3 separate regions of the Mus musculus genome follow, and regions 2 and 3 are each linked to region 1. Evidence: chromatin contacts called from public promoter capture Hi-C data. All regions are on one chromosome and are shown on one strand. Each heading gives the region's core, a stretch centred on a gene start, on an enhancer-like site or on the middle of the called end of the contact. The rest is flanking DNA. Distances are from core to core; before and after follow the strand shown. Region 1 holds the start of Chst14 (carbohydrate sulfotransferase 14). Region 2 holds the start of Plcb2 (phospholipase C, beta 2). Region 3 holds the start of Ankrd63 (ankyrin repeat domain 63).

Evidence for each region. Promoter capture Hi-C pulls out the DNA fragments that hold promoters and counts their contacts.
Region 2: a contact with region 1 is called in a promoter capture Hi-C map of embryonic stem cells. The contact joins the promoter of Plcb2 here to the promoter of Chst14 in region 1. A contact is called at or near these places in 6 of 39 promoter capture datasets (the C10 cell line, the HPC-7 cell line, embryonic stem cells and 2 more), 4 of 115 datasets of contacts at active chromatin or transcription factors (embryonic stem cells, epiblast stem cells, memory CD8 T cells and 1 more) and 3 of 9 other capture datasets (adipose tissue, macrophages and pancreatic islet).
Region 3: a contact with region 1 is called in a promoter capture Hi-C map of embryonic stem cells. The contact joins the promoter of Ankrd63 here to the promoter of Chst14 in region 1. A contact is called at or near these places in 11 of 39 promoter capture datasets (the 3T3-L1 cell line, the C10 cell line, the HPC-7 cell line and 7 more), 1 of 484 Hi-C or Micro-C datasets (embryonic stem cells), 7 of 115 datasets of contacts at active chromatin or transcription factors (embryonic stem cells, epiblast stem cells, memory CD8 T cells and 2 more) and 2 of 9 other capture datasets (adipose tissue and liver).

The regions. Positions count from the first base shown.
Region 1 is chr2:118,925,064-118,927,763 of GRCm38.p6, reverse strand. Chst14 (carbohydrate sulfotransferase 14) reads right to left here and starts at 1,267. Exons shown (of 1, transcript NM_028117.3): 1 at 1-1,267. The coding sequence starts at 1,112.
Region 2 is chr2:118,727,048-118,729,780 of GRCm38.p6, reverse strand. It overlaps Plcb2 (phospholipase C, beta 2), which reads left to right and starts at 1,343. Exons shown (of 32, transcript NM_177568.2): 1 at 1,343-1,543. The coding sequence starts at 1,460.
Region 3 is chr2:118,702,557-118,705,259 of GRCm38.p6, reverse strand. Ankrd63 (ankyrin repeat domain 63) reads left to right here and starts at 1,297. Exons shown (of 1, transcript NM_001081971.1): 1 at 1,297-2,703. The coding sequence starts at 1,822. It also overlaps a transcript of Plcb2 not described here.

The sequences.
Region 1 (2,700 bases), core at 18-2,517:
TTGGTGACATTGGGCAGTGGGTAAGCAAAGAGGGAGAAGTCCAGGATATACTTAGGTAGCACATCTTGAAGCAGGGCCCGTGGAACATTGCACAAGTGGTAATGCAGACTTTCTGGGCTGGCTGGCCGGTACCAGGCCTGGCGAGCTGGGAACCGGACATGGGGTGGGGCCCGCACCCACTCCAGCACCTGGTTGGCATCAGCCTCCAGCCTCTCATAGGAACCCACGAAGTCGTAGTGCACAGCACATGGTTGGCACAGGTGGTACACAGGCATCCAATGCTCATTCATATGTTCAGGATCCTCATCCACCAGGTATCTCAGGAACTCTGGGAAGGTGACATCGTCCCCTGCAGGGCTGGGGCCAGCTCCAGCCCTGTAGCGCCTGACAATTTCGGCCCCATATCGCTGCTGGTACTCTCGGATCTCTCCAAACTTGTTACGGTAAGCAGACAGGAGGCGTTCCAAGGGGTCTCGCACAAACAGGAACTTGAAGTAGTGCTGCAGACGGTAGCGAATCTCCTCAGGCCGCAGGTCTGCCAGAAACACCAAGTCACTGCGGTGGTCCATCTTGAGGCGGACATCCACGTTGTTCAGGATGCCAGCCAGCACCTTCAGCACACGTTTCCAGTTAGAGCAGGCCACTTTGGGGACATAGCAGTAGAGGAAGCGGTAGCGGTCACTTACGAGAATGTGGCGCAGCAGGGTGCGCCGCTGTCCCACCGGCAAGTCCCAGGGGTCCCGGGGCATGCCTGGTTGTCCGCACACGGCCCTCAAGGTCCGGTTTCGGATGTCCTCCCTCACTTGCAAGTCCGAGTCCCCAGCATCCAAGGATAGGCCTCTAGGCTTAGGATCTGTCCCGCTCCAGGCCGCGCCTTTGTGGCTGGGAGGGTGCAGGGGAAGGGGTTTCATCTCCGATAGGATGCCTCGCTCGATCATGAGCAGCAGTCCGCTGGAGGCCACGATTACAGCGAACATCAGCATGGACGGCAGCAGCAGGGGCGGCCCCCCGAGCCCAGCCCGGGCCCGGCCCAATGGGGCCCGCCTTGGCGTGCGGCCCAGGGTCTCCGCGCTTTTCGGGGCAGCCAGTGGGGTCAGAGGGCGGGGAAACATGGTGCTGCGGCCAGACCTCGCCGACCTCGAGGCTGCAGGGGAGGTGACTGCAGCAGGGGCTGGAGGTCTCGGGAGGGGAGGGATAGTGGGTGGCCAGCTCCCGGGGTGCAGGCAGGGACCAGGGCCGGATGTCCCGCCCGGCCGCTCTTCTCTCCCCGCCCCTCCCTGATACAGGCGCGAGGGCGGGCCCACGTTGTGGGGCGGGGAGAGGGGCGGGTGCCCGAGTCCTAGGAGCTAGTTGCGGGAGGCCGCAGGCGGACCCTAGCCCGGGAGAGAACTCATGAGCCTGGGCCACTCCAGACAAAATGAGACCTGGAAAGCAGGAGCTACTGAGATCCCGTGTCTCTTTAACACGTGTCCTCTTGGTGCTCCATTTAAGATTTGCACCCTCCATCCTGCTTTAAACTGCTCTGGAACCGCTGTCCCTCCAGCTGTGACCTGAATGCAGGACAACCCACCACTCAGTCGGTCTAGACATAAAGGAGATCTGTCCTGACCGGAAGCATGGTCCTTAGCCGCTTGTACCAGTCCCAGCCCAGGGCAGGGCCACTCTGTCAAGCTCTGGCTAATGTCTCCATGGTGACATTTTGCTTTAGTAATTCCTAGGGACTAGTGCTTATCTACTGAGCAATGCTGATCTGTCTGTAAAAGGAATCTCCCCTGCCAAGTCTGAAGCAGTAGGCTAACTGGGACACTCTGGTCGGAGGCTATGGACAAGTACCTCGGGACCACGTATGGCCAATATATACTTCAGGACAACCTACAAGTACAACGCAGCAACCACAGAAAGGCCTCTTTGCTTGGAGCCAAGATGTACCCAGTGGCAACAGATTGGTCAGAGTACTTTGAACAGCAGCATACAACTAGTCCCTAAGCACTACAGCTTGACTTCGTGTGGGGCCCCAACAAGGCTTAAGACAACAGAACTGGGGAACAAATCACGTTTTTTTGTTGTTGTTGTTGTTGTTTGTTTTTAACTATTTCCTATAGTCATCAGCCACTTGACAGTAGATTCTGTGGCTGTTCACATTGTATGGACTCTGGGGTAGCTGTGACTGAAGGTTTTGTTGTTGTTGTTGTTTAGGTATGGGTTTCACTGGCTAGCCAAGGCTGACTTTCAGACCCAATTCCTAGTCATGACAGCACATTAGATGGGAGGACGAAGAATTGACTTTGGTACAGGTTATGCCCAGAGGATGATGAAAGGACTGGGTGGGAATGGTGAGACTATGAAGCTGATTAGGCAGATGAGGGGGTCTGAGGGATAAAGTGACGTGTGTGTGTGTGTGTGTGTGTGTGTGTGTGTTGTTGTTGTTCAGAGAGCCACACAGAAAACATGGGGTAAATGTCTGAACTGGGAGGTTCAGTGGCTTTAAAGTTGGATGCTGGGTGCATCTCAGGCCACTTCTGACCCTTCACTACACTGCTGTCCCTTTCTAGGCAGTGTATAGATTTCTGGTGGTGGGATTGCCTGCTCCATTTGTCTGTAAAGTGACACCTCTTAGAACTCTCGTGGGCAGCACACTGATGGCTGTCCATACCATGGGATAGCCTACCCATGTCATGGGGATGAAAGCTCTGATCTCAT
Region 2 (2,733 bases), core at 94-2,593, 200 kb after region 1:
CTGGGGACAATTAATTTCTAAGCTAGCTTTCTTTGAGAAGTTCACTACTTTTATTGGGGGTGGGGTGGGAGGTGGGCAGGCTCTCTTGTAGCCTAGTCTTGAACTCCTGACCCCATCCCTCTAGTGCCAGAGACCCACAGTTTACCTTTTGATTCTCACTAACCCTAACTAACCTGTTCATCTAAACCTGTTCTCTCTTGCCCGCCCCTACTCTCATGCACTGGCTCCTAGCCAGTAGTTCCAGGGCCTGGAGAGGGTAGTTCACAGTTGTCAGGGGTGGCACACAGACCCCTGATGGGACCTGTTGCAGAAGGCCAGGGCCTCAGAGGGGAAGGAAATCATGGGTTAAGCTTCTAGCCTCCCCAACGGTGCTAAGCCATTTGATAAGAGTGCATTATTAGGTAAGAGGAAGTGACTGGGGCCTGAGCTGGGCTGGAACTGAGCCTCTGGGATAGATATGGACGATGTAAGGATCACAACACCTAGAACCGAACTGGGTTAGAGTGGGCTAAACCCTGAACAGGGGGCTAGAGCAGGCTCTGGTCTGCCTCTCAGAACCTCTCTCCTCCAGGATCTGTGTGTGAGGCAACACAGTGCATGAAGGAACACTCCAGTGCTGGCGGCAGCAAAGGGCCTCTTAGGCTGTGAGGCAGCTGCTGGGCAGTGGAGTTTTTAGGTATTCATTGAAAGGTTCAAAGATGCAGAGAAGTGTCATGGGTGAGAGGCATACTGCCTCACCTGGCTCTCATTTTCATGGGGAGGAAGCACTGAGAAAGAGGAGCTGGGTGTCCGAGAGACTTTGCTTATTCAAAACACTCAGTGCCAGCTGGGACCCGGCCCATCCCTGACTCCCACTTCCAGATCCCGCCCTCTGAGGACAGAACCCCTGCTCTGTGGAGGACCCTTTTCCTAAAGAACTGTTTGTGTTCTTGCCTCAGCCCAAGGCTCAGGAATGGTATCTCCCACCCCCCTCCATGATATATCACTTTCTTCCATTGGCGGGGGGGGGGGGTGTGTAAATCTGAGTAAAGCCTGTCTTTGTAACGGGGTCCTGGCCCCAACATTTCTAGATCTCATAGCCCGCCCCTCAGTTCACAGCAGCCCAGAGAAGGAAGCCCAGAGCAGGAAGTGCTGAGGCAGGGGGTGGGGGAGGAACTCCCAGGAGGGGAGCTCAGCCCCCTTGGGCAAAACAGCTACTGCAGCCCCCGGCTTCAGGAGGAGGAGGAGGAGGAGGCTGATTTACAAGGCAGATCAACTGGGCCCTGGCCTGAAGCTCTGAGTCCTGCATCCAGCTACTGCCACCCCGCAGGCTATAAGAGCACCCGACTTCCGGACCAGTACTGGGCGGGTGCCATGTGAGCCTAGCCTAAGCTTCCTCTCCTGTTCACCCTTCTTCCTTCTCTTCTCCTGTCCCCTGGAGAGGTTTGCCCAACCTCTCCAAAGAGGGACACTTGACATCATGTCTTTGCTCAACCCTGTTCTATTGCCCCCTAACGTGAAGGCATATCTGAGCCAAGGGGAGCGCTTCATCAAGTGGGACGATGTGAGTAGGGTTCGCCTCCCCCCCCTCAAATCCCCAGCCCCCGGGACGGTGGGGGCTGGGCTGCTTGGGAGCTTTGCAGAACGGAGGGTTGGTTTATGTCTTCCCAGCACCCAGGCGCCTATGTGTCTGTCACAACAGTCTATCTAGATAAACAAGTCTGGGGTGAGGGTGGGTGCTCCTGGCTGCTGTAGGGAAGGAAGCCTCTGTGTTTGGGAATAAGAGAGGGGGCTATGTGTGTTTGTGTGTGTGTGTGGGGGGGAGTCAGAGTCAGAAATCTTTGGACCTGATTTGCCCTTTTCAAATCCCCGAAGATGATAAAGGTTTGTTTCTAGTAACTTCAGTGTTGGTAGGGGGAATGCATGTCCCTCTCCTCCCACCTCAGCTGAGATCAGGAAGAGAGGTCAGTCAGGTCCTCTTCCCAGCACGGACACCCCAAATTTGCTCTGGCAGGAGGCCCATAACCAGCTGCACCATCCCAGTGTGCAGAACAAACTGTGTCCTGTCCCAGGGAAGCCATATTCTATCTCAAGCTACTACTGTGGCAAGAGTTACAAAAGGGCCGTGGATCCAGTTGAAAACGGGAGGCTCAAAGACTGGGGTCTGAGAAGGAACTTACTGACTTCTGCTTCCCCCATGGTGGCTCAGCTCAGCTCAGCCTTCTATTACCTGCCAACCTGTCATCCGGCCGGGGAGGGAAGACCATCTGCACCCCAGCCCAGAGTCTGCGCCTTCCTAACTCGTCTCTGGTCCTTCTGGGCTGAAGACACAGCCACTAACCATAGAATCTTTTGGTCTAAGAAGAATAAAATGAGAACTGTCACTCAGAGAGGGATAGGCCTCCTTAAGAGTGCTCTAGCCTGGCCTCAGGAAGGCCTGATGTTCTCAACAGCGCATGACATTTAGGAGGTCACCTACAATTACTTCAGCTCCCTGGATTGGCTAGTCTAGTTTCTCTATGAACTGAGGGGAGTCTGAAGCTAGACCCTTCAGGGCTTTGTTACGTTAAGGCATCTGGCTGTCAAAACTGTGGGGATGGGGCCCTGGCATGAAATGCTTTCTGTTTCTCTAGAAGTTGGTCTCTAGAAGTTTTGGTTGGTGTGGCATGGTGGTGGCATGCTGGTGACATGGTGGTGATGTGGCGTGTCTCAGAGTCTATGGAAGGAGGAAAATGACTCACAATGAAAAGTGAA
Region 3 (2,703 bases), core at 48-2,547, 220 kb after region 1:
TTGCTGGAAACACAACCATAGGGTCTCATGTAGCCCAGGCTGGCCTCAACCTAACTGTAGCTGAGGATGATCTTGGAACTTCTGAGCCTCCTGCCTCCATCTCTCAAGTGCTGGGTTGTTAGCTTATAGCACCACACCTGGCTTCATCCTGGGAATGAATCAAACCAATCGTTTCGTGTATACTGGGCAAATACTCGACCAGCTGCGAAAAGTCCCTAGCTCTTCACTTATTCTACAAATAAACTCCATTTCAACTATTCTCAAGCCCTTTCTCTAGTCCTGGGAGCTTGTGGGGCACTCATTGTAAGACTCTGCTAGGCCTTCAGTATTCCCCGTCTCTAGCGCCCATGAGCTGATTGTCCAAAGGAAGTAGGTTTTCCACACATCTGATTGAAAAAAAAAAAAAATCTCAGGCTGTCTCCTTTCTGTAGGGGCCAGGTCTAGCGCTCTGTGGCCTAAAGATGGTTTTGTGCTCAAGAGAACCCAGCCCTGTCAGGGAATTCTTGCTTGTGTCTTTTGTCCTTTCCTAGACCCTAACTAGCCCATCTTTGAGGAGATAGGAGGTAGTGCCTGGGAAGTCCAAATGCCTGCATACTCTCGGGTCCTAAGGCACCTGCCCTGGGTCAGAGCGGCCAGTGTCTAAGTCAACTTGCTCCACAGCGACCGATCAACCGTGGAGCTGGCACGCGGGCGCGCTGTCAGGTTTGGAGACGTCTGAGATTGGAGAATGCACCCCCGCCCTTCTCTGAGTGAGCGCGTGCGGGAGGCACAATTGTGTGTGGCTGTGATTCGCTGCACTTTAGATGGCAGTTATCAGCCAGACTGAGCGCCCTCAGTCCGGAGCACAAATGCCTCATACCCCAAATTACTTTTCCTCTGTCTCTTGCCCACCTCAAGCTGGTGCACTGTCCAGTCCTGTCCTCGTGGGGTCCCAGTCCCTTTAACCTAAAACCGATGGCAGGAGCTCCCGCCAGTTTCTAAGCAGCGGAGGCTACCGATTCCGGCGGAGGCGGGGGGCGGGGAAAGATGACTGAGACTTTAGGATTGGCCCCGCCGGGTGCATGTGGCCCCCGGCGAGCAGCCTCCACCCCCGCCCCGCAACCGCCGCCGCATTCCCAGGGGAGCGCGGAGGAGGAGCCGCTCCCCAACTTCGTGGCCCACGAAGGGGTGGGGGTCAGGGGCGGTCTCCCTTGCCCTGTCCGTCTCTGCCCCGAAGGTGCAGTCTGCTTCCAGAGCAGCCATTGCCATGGAGACCCCTGAAGCTATAAAGCCAGGTATCTAGGCGTCGGGCACCTCAGGAGCCGCCGAGCCCCCCAAGTAAAAAAGCAAGCGTCCCGGCCCCCGCAAGAAAGGAGGAGGCGGGGAGAGGCTCTGGGAGCTGGAGGAGCGGCGCTCCCCGCCGAGGCAGGAGGCAGGCGCGCCAGGCGGGAGCCACCCGCTCAACAGGGGAGCAGGGGCTGCCCGGGGTGCGGGTGAGTGGCGTTGCTCCAAGCCACGAGGGACCAAGGGGCGTCGGATACAGGGAAGAGGGCCCAAGAGTTGAGGAGGCCGAGCTTGGAGCTTGAGCGGGAGTCGAAGCAGCCAGCAGCCCACACCTCCAGGCGTGGGGGGCCAGGGAGGAAAAGCAAGACGCCCTGGGAGCGGCGAGGCAGCCGAGCGGTAGGGAGACCTGAGCGGGAACTGCAGGACACTTGGTTGCAGCCACCTACACGCCGCTTGGAAAGAGCGGTACCGGTGTCCGGGCCGGGGCCGTAGCCCCGTGGGGTGAGGGAACAGGGGCGCCCCCGTGCGTCGGACTTCCGGGGCGCGGCGGCCGGAGCCATGCTCAAGCCCAAGGACCTGTGTCCCCGAGCGGGGACGCGCACCTTCCTTGAGGCCATGCAGGCCGGCAAAGTGCACTTGGCCCGTTTCGTGCTGGACGCGCTGGACCGCAGCATCATCGACTGCCGCGCAGAGCAGGGCCGGACGCCGCTTATGGTGGCCGTGGGGCTGCCGGACCCCGCGATGCGCTCGCGCTTCGTGCGACTGCTGCTGGAGCAAGGTGCAGCCGTGAACCTGCGGGACGAGCGGGGCCGCACTGCACTCAGCCTGGCCTGCGAGCGAGGCCACTTAGACGCCGTGCAGCTCCTGGTGCAGTTCAGCGGCGATCCGGAGGCGACGGACTCGGCGGGCAACAGCCCGGTGATGTGGGCGGCGGCGTGCGGCCACGGGGCGGTGCTGGAGTTCTTGGTGCGCTCTTTCCGCCGCCTGGGCTTACGCCTTGACCGCACCAACCGGGCGGGCCTCACCGCACTGCAGCTGGCTGCCTCCCGCGGCCACGGGACCTGTGTGCAAGCCCTCACCGGGCCTTGGGGTCGGGCAGCCGCTGCGGCAGCGGCCCGGGGTTCCAACTCCGACAGTCCCCCTGGCCACCCTGCCCCGGCGCCCAGCCCAGAGCGGCGACGACCCAGTCCCCGTCGTTTACCGCGCCCTCTTTTGGCACGGTTTGCGCGAGCTGCCGGCGGCCACGGTCACGGTCACGGCCATGGCCACGGCCACGGAGGCGAGCTTGCCTCTGCTGGCAAGGGCTCGGTCCGTTATAGGGCACAAGGCAATGAGAGACCAGAGTTGGGCCGGAGCATGAGCCTAGCTCTGGGTACCATGACCGAGGAGGAGACAGCACGCCTTAGGGCAGGAGCTCTGATGGCTCGACCAAACTCACCC